2 separate regions of the Mus musculus genome follow, and region 2 is linked to region 1. Evidence: chromatin contacts called from public ChIA-PET data. All regions are on one chromosome and are shown on one strand. The core of a region is the stretch at or near the end of the contact, and the rest is flanking DNA. Distances in the headings are between cores, read along the strand shown. Region 1 has its middle 75 kb from the start of n-TEttc7. Region 2 overlaps Atp10a (ATPase, class V, type 10A).

The links. ChIA-PET counts read pairs in DNA pulled down with a chosen protein or histone mark.
Region 2: an RNA polymerase II ChIA-PET map of memory CD8 T cells shows a contact between it and region 1, with 8 read pairs. The contact joins two enhancer-like sites. A contact is called at or near these places in 2 of 115 datasets of contacts at active chromatin or transcription factors (effector CD8 T cells and memory CD8 T cells).

What each region holds. Positions count from the first base shown.
Region 1 is chr7:58,471,165-58,478,367 of GRCm38.p6, reverse strand. No RefSeq gene overlaps it. Among named protein-coding and RNA genes, the nearest start is that of n-TEttc7, 75 kb to the right of the region's middle. Within about 2 kb of position 2,962, at least 24 of the 459 cell types and tissues checked have an H3K27ac peak or open chromatin away from gene starts, as enhancers often do. A contact at or near this core is called in effector CD8 T cells and memory CD8 T cells, where this site is marked.
Region 2 is chr7:58,755,290-58,762,492 of GRCm38.p6, reverse strand. The region is part of intron 2 of Atp10a (ATPase, class V, type 10A); the gene reads right to left. Among named protein-coding and RNA genes, the nearest start is that of Gm39019, 28 kb to the right of the region's middle. Within about 2 kb of position 3,017, at least 17 of the 459 cell types and tissues checked have an H3K27ac peak or open chromatin away from gene starts, as enhancers often do. A contact at or near this core is called in effector CD8 T cells and memory CD8 T cells, where this site is marked.

The DNA.
Region 1 (7,203 bases), core at 1,713-4,212:
GTAGAAAAATCTTTCATCTTCATGGCCTAAATAACTTGGCTGCTCCATCTCCACATGTCTCAAGGATGGGGCAATTCTGTCCAAAGAAAAGATGCGGTATGCATGAAAAACCTCACTGCATGTAAGAACTTCTGACCTCTACACTTCTAAGTTGAATTCATTCTGCTGTCATGGGATAGCCTGGAGTTTGTGCATAAAGAAAATGTACTTTGATCTATGTTTCTGTGTTTACATGTACTTATTTTCACAGCCCTCTTCATCAGATGAGGAAGCAAATGTTAGCCTCTTGTTACTGTAATACATTCCTGAGATGATCAGCTTAAAAAGTGAAAAGGCTACCTCACTCAGGATGATGCCCTCCAGGTCCATCCATTTGCCTAGGAATTTCATAAATTCATCCTTTTTAATAGCTGAGTAGTACTCTATTGTATAAACGTACCACATTTTCTGTATCCATTCCTCTGTTGAGGGGCATCTGGGTTCTTTCCAGCTTCTGGCTATTATAAATAAGGCTGCTATGAACATAGTGGAGCATGTGTCCTTCTTACCAGTTGGAACATCTTCTGGATATATGCCCAGGAGAGGTATTGTGGGATGCTCCGGTAGTACTATGTCCAATGTTCTGAGGAACCACCAGACTGATTTCCAGAGTGGTTGTACAAGCTTGCAATCCCACCAACAATGGAGGAGTGTTCCTCACTGATAAGTGGATATTAGCCCAGAAACTTAGAATACCCAAGATATAAGAGACAATTTGCAAAACACATGAAACTCAAGAAGAATGAAGACCAAAGTGTGGACAATTTGCCCCTTCTTAGAATTGGGAACAAAACAACCATGGAAGGAGTGACAGAGACAAAGTTTGGAGCTGAGACAAAAGGATGGGCCATCTAGAGACTCTCATATAGGGGGATCCATCCCATAATCAGCCTCCAAACGCTGACACCATTGCATACACTAGCAAGAGTTTGCTGAAAGGACCCTGATATAGCTGTCTCTTGTGAGACTATGCTGGGGCCTAGCAAACACAGAAGTGGATGCTTACAGTCAGCTATTGGATGGATCACAGGGCCCCCAATATAGGAGCTAGAGAAAGTAACCAAGGAGCTGGGGGTATCTGCAACCCTATAGGTGGAACAACAATATGAACTAACCATTACCCCCCGGAGCTCGTGTCTCTAGCTGTGTATGTATCAGAAGATGGCCTAGTCAGTGGAAAGAGAGGCCCATTGGTCATGCAAACTTTATATGCCTCAGTACAAGGGAATGCCAGGGCCAAGAAGTGGGAGTGTGTGGGTAGGGGAGTGGGTGGGGGGAGGATATGCCGGACTTTTGGGATAGCATTGGAAATATAAATGAAAAAAACCTAATAAAAGAAAAAGAAAAAAGTGAAAATGCTTATTTTGACTCTATTTCTTACTCTATTTCTTTTGGGGCTGTGAGGAGTCAGTGCATCATTGTGGTGTCATATGGTCAGGAAAGTACTAACTACATGGTAGCTAGAAAGCAAAGTGAGAAGAAAGACCATAGTCCTACAGGCAGCTTCAGGGGCATGCCCTTAGACCAAGTGTCCTAATGTACTCCATCTATAAGCCCCACCTCCTACTACCTACCAATAGTCCCAAAGTCTTGAGATCAAGCCTTTAACACAGGGCTTCTAGAGGCAGTGGTTCAGTTCTCCAACCCACAAAAATGCAGAAGCCATGCTACTCTGAACACAGCTGAGCACATTTCACTTGACTGTAGCTTAGAACCATAACTAAATTCCTGCAAGCCAAGAGGATGCACAGGGATTGTAAGAAGCATGGAGATTAATTTTAGAGTAATGATGATGATGACGACGATGACATGAAGACAACGATGATGGCAGCGGCGATGTGTGTGTGTGTGAGTGTGTGTGTGTGTGTGTGTGTGTGTGTGTGTGTATGATTAGATTTGGGGTGCTAATCCATACCAGAAATCTCAGCATTCAGAAAACAAAGGCAAGAGGATCACCCATGAGTTCAAGGACAGCTTGGTCTACATTGTCTTGAAAAAACAAAACAAAATTTGTGAGAGAATTTTAAAAAAATTTCCTGTAGGTTATAAATGCATAAGGAGGTTAAGAATGATAAAATTAACATTTATTAAATGATAACTTGAAATATTAGCAACATAATAAAACAAAAACTTTCCAGGGTGAGTTCATACAGAACTTTGCCTCCCTTAGGAATAGACACACCTGTGCTTGTTTGAATGAAAATGGTCCCGACTGGCTCATAGTAAATGGCATTACTTGAAAGGATTGGGACAATTGGCCTTGTTGCAGTACGTTGTGACATTGATGGAAGAAGTGTGTCACTGGGCATAAGCTTTGAGGTTTCAAAAGTTCAGACTTTTCCTGCTGCCTGTGGATCCAGGTGTAGAATTCTCAGTTAACTGGCCAGCACCATGTCTGCCTGCATGCCACCATGCTTCCTGCCATGACAATGGTGGACATAACCTTTAGACTGAAAGCCAGCCCCAATGAAATGTTTTTCATCATAAGAATTTTTGTGGTCATGGTGCCTCTTCATAGCAATAGAAATCCTAATGAAGACAACATCTTTCTTGAATCCTGAGCATGTTGTTGTCATTCATAATCTTGTTTGGAGCATTCTTGCAATCCATTCTTTGTTCCTTAGCACACAGAAAGGCAATGTTTTACCTGAGTGTGGTCTCCTGATGACTTTCCTCCCAAGGGAATTTCTGAATAACCAACTAGGCACATTTTCAACTCCAGAATACGTTAAGTGAACATCGCTGGCTCCGTGTGCTCACACTCTTCAGTGTGACTCACTTGCTACCAGGACACTCTGTGAGGAACACAGTCTTTCTAGCTTGGAGGAAGTCATTGACTTTTATTTCCTTAATGTCACCTCAGGTCTCTGCTGTGTTATTGTTAGTGAACTGAACAAGGGTTTCTCAGAGAGAATTAGCTGTACAGTCATCTCCCAAACCGTATAACTGTCAAATCACATCCTGTCTAGGGTTGCCTATTGCCTAACAATAGAAAAAGTTCTATTAACTCCACTTTGATTTCACTTTCCAAGTAGAACCTCAGATACTTGCTCAGAGATTACGGCCAGCTGGGCCCTTTGTCTTCACACTTATCTCATTTGTTGCAACTCATCAGGGCTGGAGTCATACTTCTGGTTTACAACCACCAACTGAACATAGCTTTTTCTACAGAATCTCTTTGTAAAAATTATGAGTATTTCCCTCTAAACAGTGAAAAATTTTGTCAGCCTCCAATGGTTTATTTGGTTCCCTGTTTATTTACGAGGAGACATTTCTAAACCAGTTTTGGGAGGTGAAGATTTTATCGATGTTTTGGGCAAATCCTTGATATATATTGAAATATGTGCACAAGTTCATTTAAGATAAAAATATATAAAACATAAAATCTCCCCTCATCCTGGTTACTCCCCCTAGTATAATAGGGAATACGGCAGGCTTTAGTATGTTTCTTTACTTTTGACTTTCATTTTGATTTTTACTTGATATACAGTAATCACACATGCACTGTGGTGGTGGTGTACACAAGTGTATCGTGGAACAGTCAGGTCACCATAACTGGCATTTCTGTCACCTCGAATACCTGCCACTTCCCCACGTGGTAACACTGAAGTGCTTCCAATGAGCTGTTCTGAAACATTCCTTTGACTGTGGCTGACTGCAAGTATCCTGTGTGCTATTGAATGTGGAAAGCTATTGTCCATTACTCACCCTCTCTCTGTTCCATCATTGCTTTTCTTTATTTTTTTTTAAAAACATGTAAGAGTATCTGATACCCTGTAATTGGAGTTACACTTACAGCTGTGGGCATCCATGTCTGATGCTGGGAACCCCTTGGGATTTAAATGAGAATGACCCCATAGACTCACAGGTTTGAATGCTTAGTCATGGGGGTGGGACTGTTGAAAAGATTAGAAGGTATGGCCTTGTGGGAGAAAGTGTGTTACTTGGGGTGGGCTTTGAGGTTCTTTAGAACCTAAGTGGGTCACTGTCTCTTTCTGTTGCCTGTGGATCCAGATTCTCTCTGCTCCTTCTCCACACCATGTCTGCCTGTGTGCCATCATGCTTCCTACCAGGGAGATAATGGAATAATCCTCCAAAAATGTAAGCAATCCCTAATAAATGTTTCCCATTATAATGTTTTGCTTATGGCGTCTCTTCACAGCAATCGACCATTGACTATGATAGAACCAAACCCTGTTCCTCTGCAAAGGCAACAAGTGCTGTTAACTGCTGAGCTTCCTGTCCAGACCAAATCCTTGCTTTGTTATGATTATCATGCATATAATTATACCTTCAATTGATGATTCACCACCCAGATTGCCTAGCTTGGCATGTCCAACCAATATAAACTCAATAATATCTTCATTTTTTTTTTTTTTTTTACTCAGCTAATTCCTGAGTTTTGCCCTTATGCTGTCAAACAGAATAATTAATTTGTTTACCCCTCTTGGGTGACAGTCCTTTAATTAATTATTATAATATATTCATATGTTCAACTTTTGGGGTGGATGTTTGGTCTGCTCTGGCATCTTCTTTCTTTCAAATAAAGAACTGCTGTCTTCTCTTGTCCTCCCTTCTCCTCTGACTCCCCATATCACTCTATCTCTTATCCCTTCCCCTCTCTTGCTCTCCCTATTCTTTTCCTCCTAATTCTCCTTCCTTCGCCCTTTCTCTCCTCCCCTTTCCTCTCTTCTTTCTCAATATTGAGTACTGGGCAACACATCAATCCCTGTCTTCTATGTGACATCTAGCATTAAAAAATGATTTTTTTCTTGTTCATACACTTATGTTTAGATTTACTTGGTCTTTAATCCACCTACCCACGACCTTTAATTTTCTTGTGTGTGTGCATGCATGCTGTGAAACAGGGTTCAATTAATTTTTTATCAAAGGCACTATTTATATCACATTTATTTTCACTGACAGACAAGTCTGCAGGAAATCGAGCTCTGAATATGTGTCTGTTTCTAGGCAACATGTTCTTTCCATTTATCACATGTCTGGCCCTGTGCAGTGCTACTCTGCTGTAACTATAGCTTTGTCGTTTTCTAGGTTCTATGACTTTGGGAATGCCAAAGATATCTATAGCTTTTGCAATCATTTCTGTGAATTTCTATAGTCAGCTTCTCAAAATATACATTAAAAGAGGAAAATTAATGTAATTTCAATAGGAATTGTAATGAATATTACAGATTAACTTGGGAAAAACAAACATCTATGATATAAAGAACTTAAATTCATGAATTTATGCAGTTTCAATTTTTTAAAACTGCAGTTTAGTGTATTAGTTCGGGATCTTTAGAGAACCAGAAGTAATAGAATACACACACACACACACACACACACACACACACAGTCACACATACACACTTACTTCCCAAACCCCTTCTGCGGAAATTGATTAGAATGTTTACAGACTGTGTTCTAGCCAGTCCAACAATGGTTCATTCTGGACACAAAGGAAAGGCTAAGAATTCTGCAGTTATTCAGTCCATTATGGTGGATATCTCACCTGATCTTTGGTCTACACTGGAATCCTGAAGAAGGAGGTTCTAACACCAGTGAAGGAGTGCCTCAGCAGTAGGATATATGAACTTTCCAGTAAGAGTGAGAGCAAGCAGGCAAAAACTCCCTTCTTTCATTTCCTTTTATGTGGACTGCCACCAGCCTGTATAGCCCAGGTTTACAGTGAGTCTTCCTACCCAAAATGATCCAATCCAAGAACCTGTCCCATAGACATGTTCAACTGCTTGGGTTTAATTGATTCCAGATATAGCCAAGTTGACAACCAAGATTAGCCATCACAAGTCTATTCCTTATCAACCTGATATACAGTCATGTCTCCTATGTTATGCTCAATTTCCAAGTGAAAACAATAACTAGGCCATAATTCCACATAACACAGTATATCTAATCCATGTACAACGAAAATCATGTTATGTATTTTAAAATAGGTGCTGATGTTTCTTAAGGAATGCTTGGTCATTTACTGACTCATGACTTAATTATGAAAATCATTAATCATAAAATATAATAAATATAATATTTCAATTGATGTCATAGTAAATTACAAAAAATAGAAAGCACAAATATCACTTTATATATTTAAATGTATATTTTATTTATATATTATATATATGTATACACACACACACCACAAACACATTCTTAACAAAATAAGACATAAACATTCTTTTTTTTTCTTTTTGGCCAATATGCACTTATTAGTGAGTACATACCATGCATGTCCTTTTTGGTCTGTGTTATCTCACTCAGGATGATATTTTCTAGTTCCATCCATTTGCCTGCAAAAGTCTGGATGTCCTTGTTCTTAATAACTGAGTAGTATTCCATTGTGTAAATGAACCACATTTTCTGTATCCATTCTTCTGTTGTGGGGCAACCAGTCCACAGAATTCAAAAGGCTCAACAAGCTGAAGTGCCCAAGTAAGGATACCTCAGTCCGACTTGGGAGAGAGAAGAAAGCAATCACAAGGGAGGGAGAGAGGGAATGTAGACAGGGGGTGGGGGTGGGGGGGTGGGGGGTGGGGGTCAGTGAGTGGGAGATCAAAACCTGATCTGGTATTGGGTGAGGGAAAAGGACCTTACCAAAATATATCACCAACTAGGAAACAAAACATTCAAATATGTGAATTTAAGAGGGCTATTTTTATTCAAACCACCATACCAACAGATGTCCTAAAAAATCTCTTGTAGTCCATATACAGTCTTCTTAACCTTCACTGTGGAAAAGCAGTCCAGTTTCCCCAAATAGTCTGGACCAATCACCCGTTGGTTTACAGGCATCAGAACCTCAAAGTAATAAAGAAGAGGTCTGAGCTTATAGTTCAATAGAATGTTATTTTGTTTCTCTTGGGAGGAGTGCTTCTGTATCTGCAGCCAAAACTTTTAGGCCAGCAAAAATTAAAGTTGCAGAAATAAGAAACAAAATATTTCCAAAATGGGTCAGTCAGGGTGGTAGTGAGTGGAGCCATTCCTATTTCCATGTCTTCATTACTGGATTCATGAATTCTGGCCATGCAATAAACCATACAATATAATGGACGCTGCTGTAAAGCACATACCACTTTCTGGAGATCCCCACCTTAGCCCTCTAGTCTACTGACACCTAATTGGTACTGTAACTCTGTATTCCAAAGGTTG
Region 2 (7,203 bases), core at 1,768-4,267, 280 kb before region 1:
CACTCTGGACTGAGGACATGTTCAACCTAACAATGTGCTTATTAGACCATAAGCCCATCAGAAGCTTAGAAGCATCTATATTTTGTCCACCGTTTGTCATGTCAGACTCTAGGGTCAGCCTGCTTCCTATCACCAACCCTACTAGCCAAAGTATGTGCCATAAGTTTCAAGATTTCCCTCCCAGCAGAAGACACTTTTCCTGTGAATATTACACTTATCTTTAAAGGCACTTGGCTATACTGCTTACAATTTTTATGCAACAAAAATGAACAGTCTGGATGGAAAGGTATCCCACTTAGAATCACGTTTAAAAGAGTGAAATAATGGAAAATAACTTGAATCAATGGTTGAATATTGAGGACCATAAGCCTCAGTGGAAAAATGGATAGAAGTCACATGTAAATGAAAATGCAGCTAGTACTTATAGGCAGAGTGACTTTAAAATGTTATGATGCCATAGGACCTATAAACATCAAGATTTATCCTGAATCCTCGAGGCAAACTAGTAAGAGATTATCTAGATTAAATCATGGAGGTGAGAAGATCCTACATGTAGGCAGCAGCATTCTAAAGGCTGGATTCCAGCTTGATAAAAAAGAAAGTACGCTGGGCATTGACATCCACCATTCTCTGCTTTGTGACTATAGATGCACTGTGACCTGCTACCTCAAGCTCCTGCTGCCAGGACCTTCCTTGTCATGATGGGCTGTACTTTGGATTGTGAGCCAAAATAAATCCCCACTCTCAAGTTGTCAGAGTATTGTATCACAACAAGAAAAGTCACTCAGGCATTACTAAACTAGATCTCCAAACGCAGTGCTGCAGCCTGTCATGATGGCAGCGAGCTTTTTTATTTATTTTGTTTTTCCAGAAATGGAAAAGCCAGTTCTCATATTTATGTAGAATTACAGGGATCAGAAACAGCCAAAATGATTCTCAGAAAGAAGACAGAAGTCGATTTCAAAATTTAATCCAAAGAACTACAGTAATTAAAGCAGCGTGTTATTGCCTAAGGCCAGAACAGCCAAAACAATTATCAGTACCTCCTTACATACATAGTCAAATGATATTTGAGATTGGTATAATGTCTGTGAATGGGAAAAATAAGTATTCAACAAATATTGCCAGATCAACTGAGTTTCTACTTATACAGGAATATTTGCCCAGCACTCAGGAGGCAGAGGCACAGATCACTATAAATTCAAGGCCATCCTGGTATGTATTGGGTTCTGGGTCAGCCAGTGCTATACAGTGAGACCCTGTCTCAAACAAAAGAAAGCAAAGAACTAAGGAGATGGCTCAGTTGGTTACTGCCTGCCACAAAATCATGAAGATTGGACTTCAGATTCCTGGCACCCATGGAAAGATCTGATGTCTGTCAGACAAGGGCTGGGAGTAACACTAATAAGTGGACTCCCAGAATTCATTGCCAATTCGACAGCCAGTCTAGCCACATTAGCGAGACCTAGATTCAATGAGAGATGTTTCAAATAATAAGATAGTGATTTAGGAAGACACTCATGTCTACCTCTAGTGCACACAGACACACACACCAGCATGAACATACACATACACTACACATGAAAACAAACAAAAATGAATGTATTTGGAGGCCTATATGACACTACACATAAAAGATAATACAGTGTCAGTCAGTGATATAAATATGAGTTAAAACCATTAAATTATTAGCTGAATATGTGGCAAATATTCCTGAAGTATAAAATGATGGTCTTTAAAATATATGAGCAAATGTACAAGCGACAAATGGGTAAAAAGAACTTTATAAATAGTAGGAACATGGGGACATGAAGGGATGTTGTCATTAGAATGAAAAGAATTGTTTACAATAATATCTTCTGGTAGCCCACAGAACATTGTAATCATATGTCCAACAAGAATTTAATAGAAGAGTAGAAAAGTAACAATCGAAAACAAAAAGGACATGAGCCAACTGTGTGGCTTATACCTCTGAGCACTCATGAGGCAGGGGAATTGTTGTGAGCTCAAGATCAGTCTGGTAACAGTAAGTTTCAGGCTACTGCAAACTGCATAATAAAACCTAGTGCAAAAACAAAACAAGGGTAAAGAACTAGAATGAGCAAAAAGGCAAAAGGCAACTGGTTGCACCTAGCATTGTGAAAACAAAAATCACTGGTAAAATTTCTGATCTATGAAAACATCTCCCAAAAGAGTAAAGGCAGTGTTGGCAAGGAAGCGGAGCTATTGGAGCTTCTGGGCATCACAAGTGAGAATAAACAGGAAGTTGTTAAAGGCTGAACACAGAATCACACAGGGCAAATGTGTAGACAGAAGCAGGTAGATGACCAGGGGCTAGAAGATGGAGAAAATGACAGCTCCTGCCTGGTATTTTTATGAGTTTCTGTTTGAAATATGATAGATTTTTAGGGGCAAAATGTGCTAACACTATACAATACCTGAAAGAAGTGTTTATCATTAAAGTGTACATTTAAAGTGACAGTGTGGCAAATCATACATTATTTATGACACCACAATTCAAGCATGCGCACTGGGTGACCGTTCCTCAATGCCAAGTGCCTCTGAGAGTGAGGAGAAAATGGAAAACTTGTGCCCTGCTGGTAGGTTGCAAAATGGCTTAGCCCTTTTAGAAAATTTCCCAACTGATCAAGTTAGTCCACATCTTCTTTTCTTTTTTGTTAACCCCATACTGTTATTACCTCAAATGTCTATCAACTGCTGAATAAGTCAATACAGTATATATAGCTATATTATATTGAATACTATTAGCTATAAAAAAAAAGGAAGAAACTATTCATCCACACAATGTAGCCCAACTTCTAAACATACATACTGAGTGAAAAAAAGCCAGGTCCAAAATTTACAATGTGCATTTATACAACTTTCTCGAAAACCCCAGTCTTAAGTGACTTAAAGATCAATAGTTTGGGAACACAGGAAGAAGTGCAGAAAGCGCCTCCCAGCTTTAGTATGACAGTTGCCTGACTGTTGTGGGGTTTCTCACTTTTGCCAGGGCTCTTTCCTGCACCTGCACACTTTCACTATGCACAGTAGGCAATGTGTCAACCTCACCTCAATAGAACAAGTATAAAGACAAGTAGTTGAAATTGGCAACGTGTGTGTGTGTGTGTGTGTGTGTGTGTGTGTGTTCGCATATGTGTGTTTTTCCTTGGTGGTACACTAGTTTTCCCTTTATTTTTTGAGAAAAATTTTAAGAGGAAGCTAAAAAAGCTAGCTAACAGGAGCAGCACTGTCGTCTGATCAATGAAAGCTAGCTTCCTCTTATGGAGACTGTGATTTTAAGAACACAATTGCTTTCCACCTCCACACACTCACAAAGTTTGCAACATTACCTGCTTAGAGTCCTGATTTAATTTTCCAAAATCTAAAATACATGTGTATATAATATTTTTGTTGTTGTTTTGTCTTTTTTCAAAAGAGGGTTTCGCTGTGTAGCATTGGCTGTAGTCTTGGAATTTACTCTGTAGACTAAGCTGGGCTCAAACTCAGGGATTCACCTTCCTCTGCCTCTCAAGTGCTTGGATTAAAAGCATTCACAGCCTGGCTGTGTAAATTTAATGAAATGACTGTCAGTGCAACTGGGCTTCCTTTTTTTTTTTATTCCAGCTAATAAATATAGCATCTGTTTATTAGGTTCAGGGTATTAGCAACTGGCAAAGCTGATTAACTCCAGATGACAGCAAGGTTCCAGTTGGCGGCAACTCCCTTCACTTCAGCTCAGGACTCACTTTTAGGACACTCAAACTTTCCTTATTCCTCCCCACACTGGGTGTGGTGGTTTGAATAGGTTTGGCCCCAACAGACACATGTGTTTGAATGCTTGGCCCATAGGGAGTGGCACTTCTAGGCGATGTGGCCTTGTTAGGGTTTGTGTAGCATTGTTGGAATAAATGAGTCATCTGTGAGGGGGCGCTGTGAGGTCTGCTGTGCTCAAGATCTATCCAATGTGGAACACAGTCTCCCAATCTCTTCCTGGCTGCCTTCATATCAAGATGTAGAACTCTCTGATCATCTAGCTCATGTCTGCCTGCAGGCTACCATCCATCCTGCTATGATGACAATGGACTAAACTCCTGACACTGTAAGCCAGTCCCAATTAAATGTTCTTCTTTATAAGAGTTGCTCCAATCTGCCTTTCATTGACTCAAACCCTCCCCCACTCAAGTCATATAAACTCCTCATCTTCCTCTGCTTGTTTCCCACTAGGACCTTAGAACAAACTACTCACAACTAACTACTCACAACTGTACTAATTTTACACTGAACAAAAGCTATGTCCCTTTCAATTACTATAGCAAAACATGGGACATGGTAGGAAACTGGAAAGTCCAACATCATAGAACCCACATCTAGTAAGAACCTCCTTGTTCCTTCATAGTATACTAGGAGGCATAATGTTCCAAGACAATCTTCTTATTCTTATAATGCCACAAACATCATATGGAAGCTCTATTTTATGACCGGATTTAATTCTGATTACATCCCTGAGACCTCACCTCCAAACACCACCAGCATATTAAGTTGAGCAGGTTTTCAGTAGAACTTTCAGGAAAGATATTCAGCTATGACAAACTGTACCTTAATCTGTCTCTGATTCTGAGGACAGCACAGGCAATATTGTTTAACTGATGTAGACATACAAGGCAACTGGGCCACATAGACCACGTAACTGGCCCCACTTAGGGACAAACAAGACTTTAATTCCCTCTCTGTCACCATTCCTTTCTCTTACTTATCTCTCTCATTCCCTTCAGTGTCCCATTGGGAAGTGGAAGAACCCTGCTGTCTGGTGCTGATGTACCCTTCAGCCACTCTCATCTTTCACTCACACCTACAGAAAACACACTGCTAAGATCAGCACTTGAGCCAAACAGGCTTCAGTAACTTTTCCTGCACAAGATGATTAAAACAGTGCTCAATTGGCCAGCCACAGGCATTCTTGCGAAATTCCTAACCCTTGTGAGGATTAAAATGAACAAATGGAAGGAACCCTCTTTGTGCTACAAGGGGACCAGAATCAGATAGCAAGTCTACTCAGCCTACACTCTCAATGCTTCCCAGACATCCATTCACTGTCTATGGGACGAGAGTGGTCCTGCCTTGATCCTCACAAGACAGACAAGGGGTGCTTGAGTACTGCTGAACATAGAGCTAATGGGGAGCCCTCCTGTCAAACCTACAGCCATCAATCACATGAACTCCACCAAGACATGTAGACCAAAGCAAGAAAAAAAAAAAACATAAGAAACTAAAGCACAGGAAAGGGAGTTAGAGTTTAAGTTCGAAGAGTCCTACTGTACTCAAATGTAAGGTCTATTTTGTCCAGAGTCTTAGCACTGGAATTCTGATTGTCCAGCCTCCTTGGTCATACACATGTAAGAGTAGGCTCTAGTAATGTGTGACTAGTGGAAACTATTACCTGCACATCCATCCAAGGACCTGCAAAGGGTATATATATACAGCTAGTGGCAGCTCAATTATCAGGGAGAAGCAACAAGGGGTAGGCCTCTGTTGACACTTATTTTAAACCTTATCCTTAAATCTTTCTCCCTTTTCACCTTCATGATGGACATAAAATATGGCAAATTATAAGTGTTTAGGGCCAGAGATTTTTTTCAGTTGTGATTTCTTTTTTATTTTGGGATACTTACATATACATTATGATATATCTTGAGGGCATGCCCAAATCTAAAAACAAAATTCATTACATTTTATATATAAGTTATAGTCTGAAGCACTTTTATAATTTTTTAAAAAAAATAATTTTGTTCATGAAACAAAATTTTATAAAACATGATATCATTATGTCAGTGATATCATCAAAAACACTTAGGTTCTGGAGAATTTTAGATTTTTGACTAGGAATTCTCAAGCTGAATACTAGTATTCTGACCTACTAATGGAGGTTGAGCGTGCATGGACAGTTTGTCTCTCACGTATAAAGACCAGGATTAGATCCCAAGAATAACAGAAAATTGCAAAACATTTCAACCTAACATGCATAATCTAATTTATAAGGAAATAAACACTCAAGCCTTTTTCAGGTTGAGATACATGACAGGAAAGACTGGAAACCACTGATTAACTGTGAGGACAAAGGACAAAACAGCCAGACAAATCCAACTGAAAGCCCAGGTCTCTCATGCACTGGTCCCCTGACAGTTAAACCACCTTCCTTGGCTGTGAGGTGGAACACACACTGAAATCCTTCTGTGGGGTGAGCACTGACAACAGGATGACAGGGAGAGCCCCCAAGTAAGGGTTACAGGGAAGACAAGGCTCATGAGGAAGGTCCAGTCCATGTGGAACAGAGAGAGCAGAACATGCATGGTGGAGCTAACTAGGACACAGAGAAAATTCTGCAGACAGAGGTACTTGGGTCTTCCTTCACTGACAGAGGATCTGATAAGATGTTCGAACTGGCAAAAATCCAACCCTTACTTTGAGTGCCACCAAAGCCCTTACTGTGTGACAGCAGTTGATACCATCCAGGCCCTTTCTCCTGGAAAAAGTTTTCACTCTTTTCTCTCACAGTCATTTACAACATTGCAGTAGCACCAAGAGCTCCAACCAGTCCCAAGGTAGATAGCTGTGTTAGTTAGGGTAAACTGTCCACTAGAGAAACATGGGACTCTGACCATGTCTAAGGGGAATTATCTTAATTAATTGAGGTGGAAAGACATGCCCACTGTGAGTGGCACCATTCCACAGGCAGTTCTATAATCCTGGGTGATTATAGAATATAGAAAACAACCTGAGCACTAATATGTATATATGCACTGATTTCTTCTTCTGACTACAGACCTAATGTGACCTCCCTGCCATGACGGGTTCTTAACTTGGAACTATGAGCTAAATATGGTTCTCCCTTAAGTTTCTTTTGCCAGAGTATTTTGGTGCAGTAGTCGTAAAACAAGAAATCCTGATCAGCCCCATAGCCTTCCTACAGAAGGATGGAATAAAATCATTATATTGCAATAACAAACCAGGGTTCAACTGAAATCTTCACCCTTTAGTGCTGAGTCTCTTCTTTCCTGAGGAAGCTGGACCTATGAATGTAGTGTGCAGAAAGAGCATGCCTTTGGCTGCATCTCTCTCACAAGTGAACCTTATATTCTTGTGTGTTGATTGCCTTTGTAAAACAGAGCCACTCACAACCTCACACCTGCCAGCTGCTAAGGG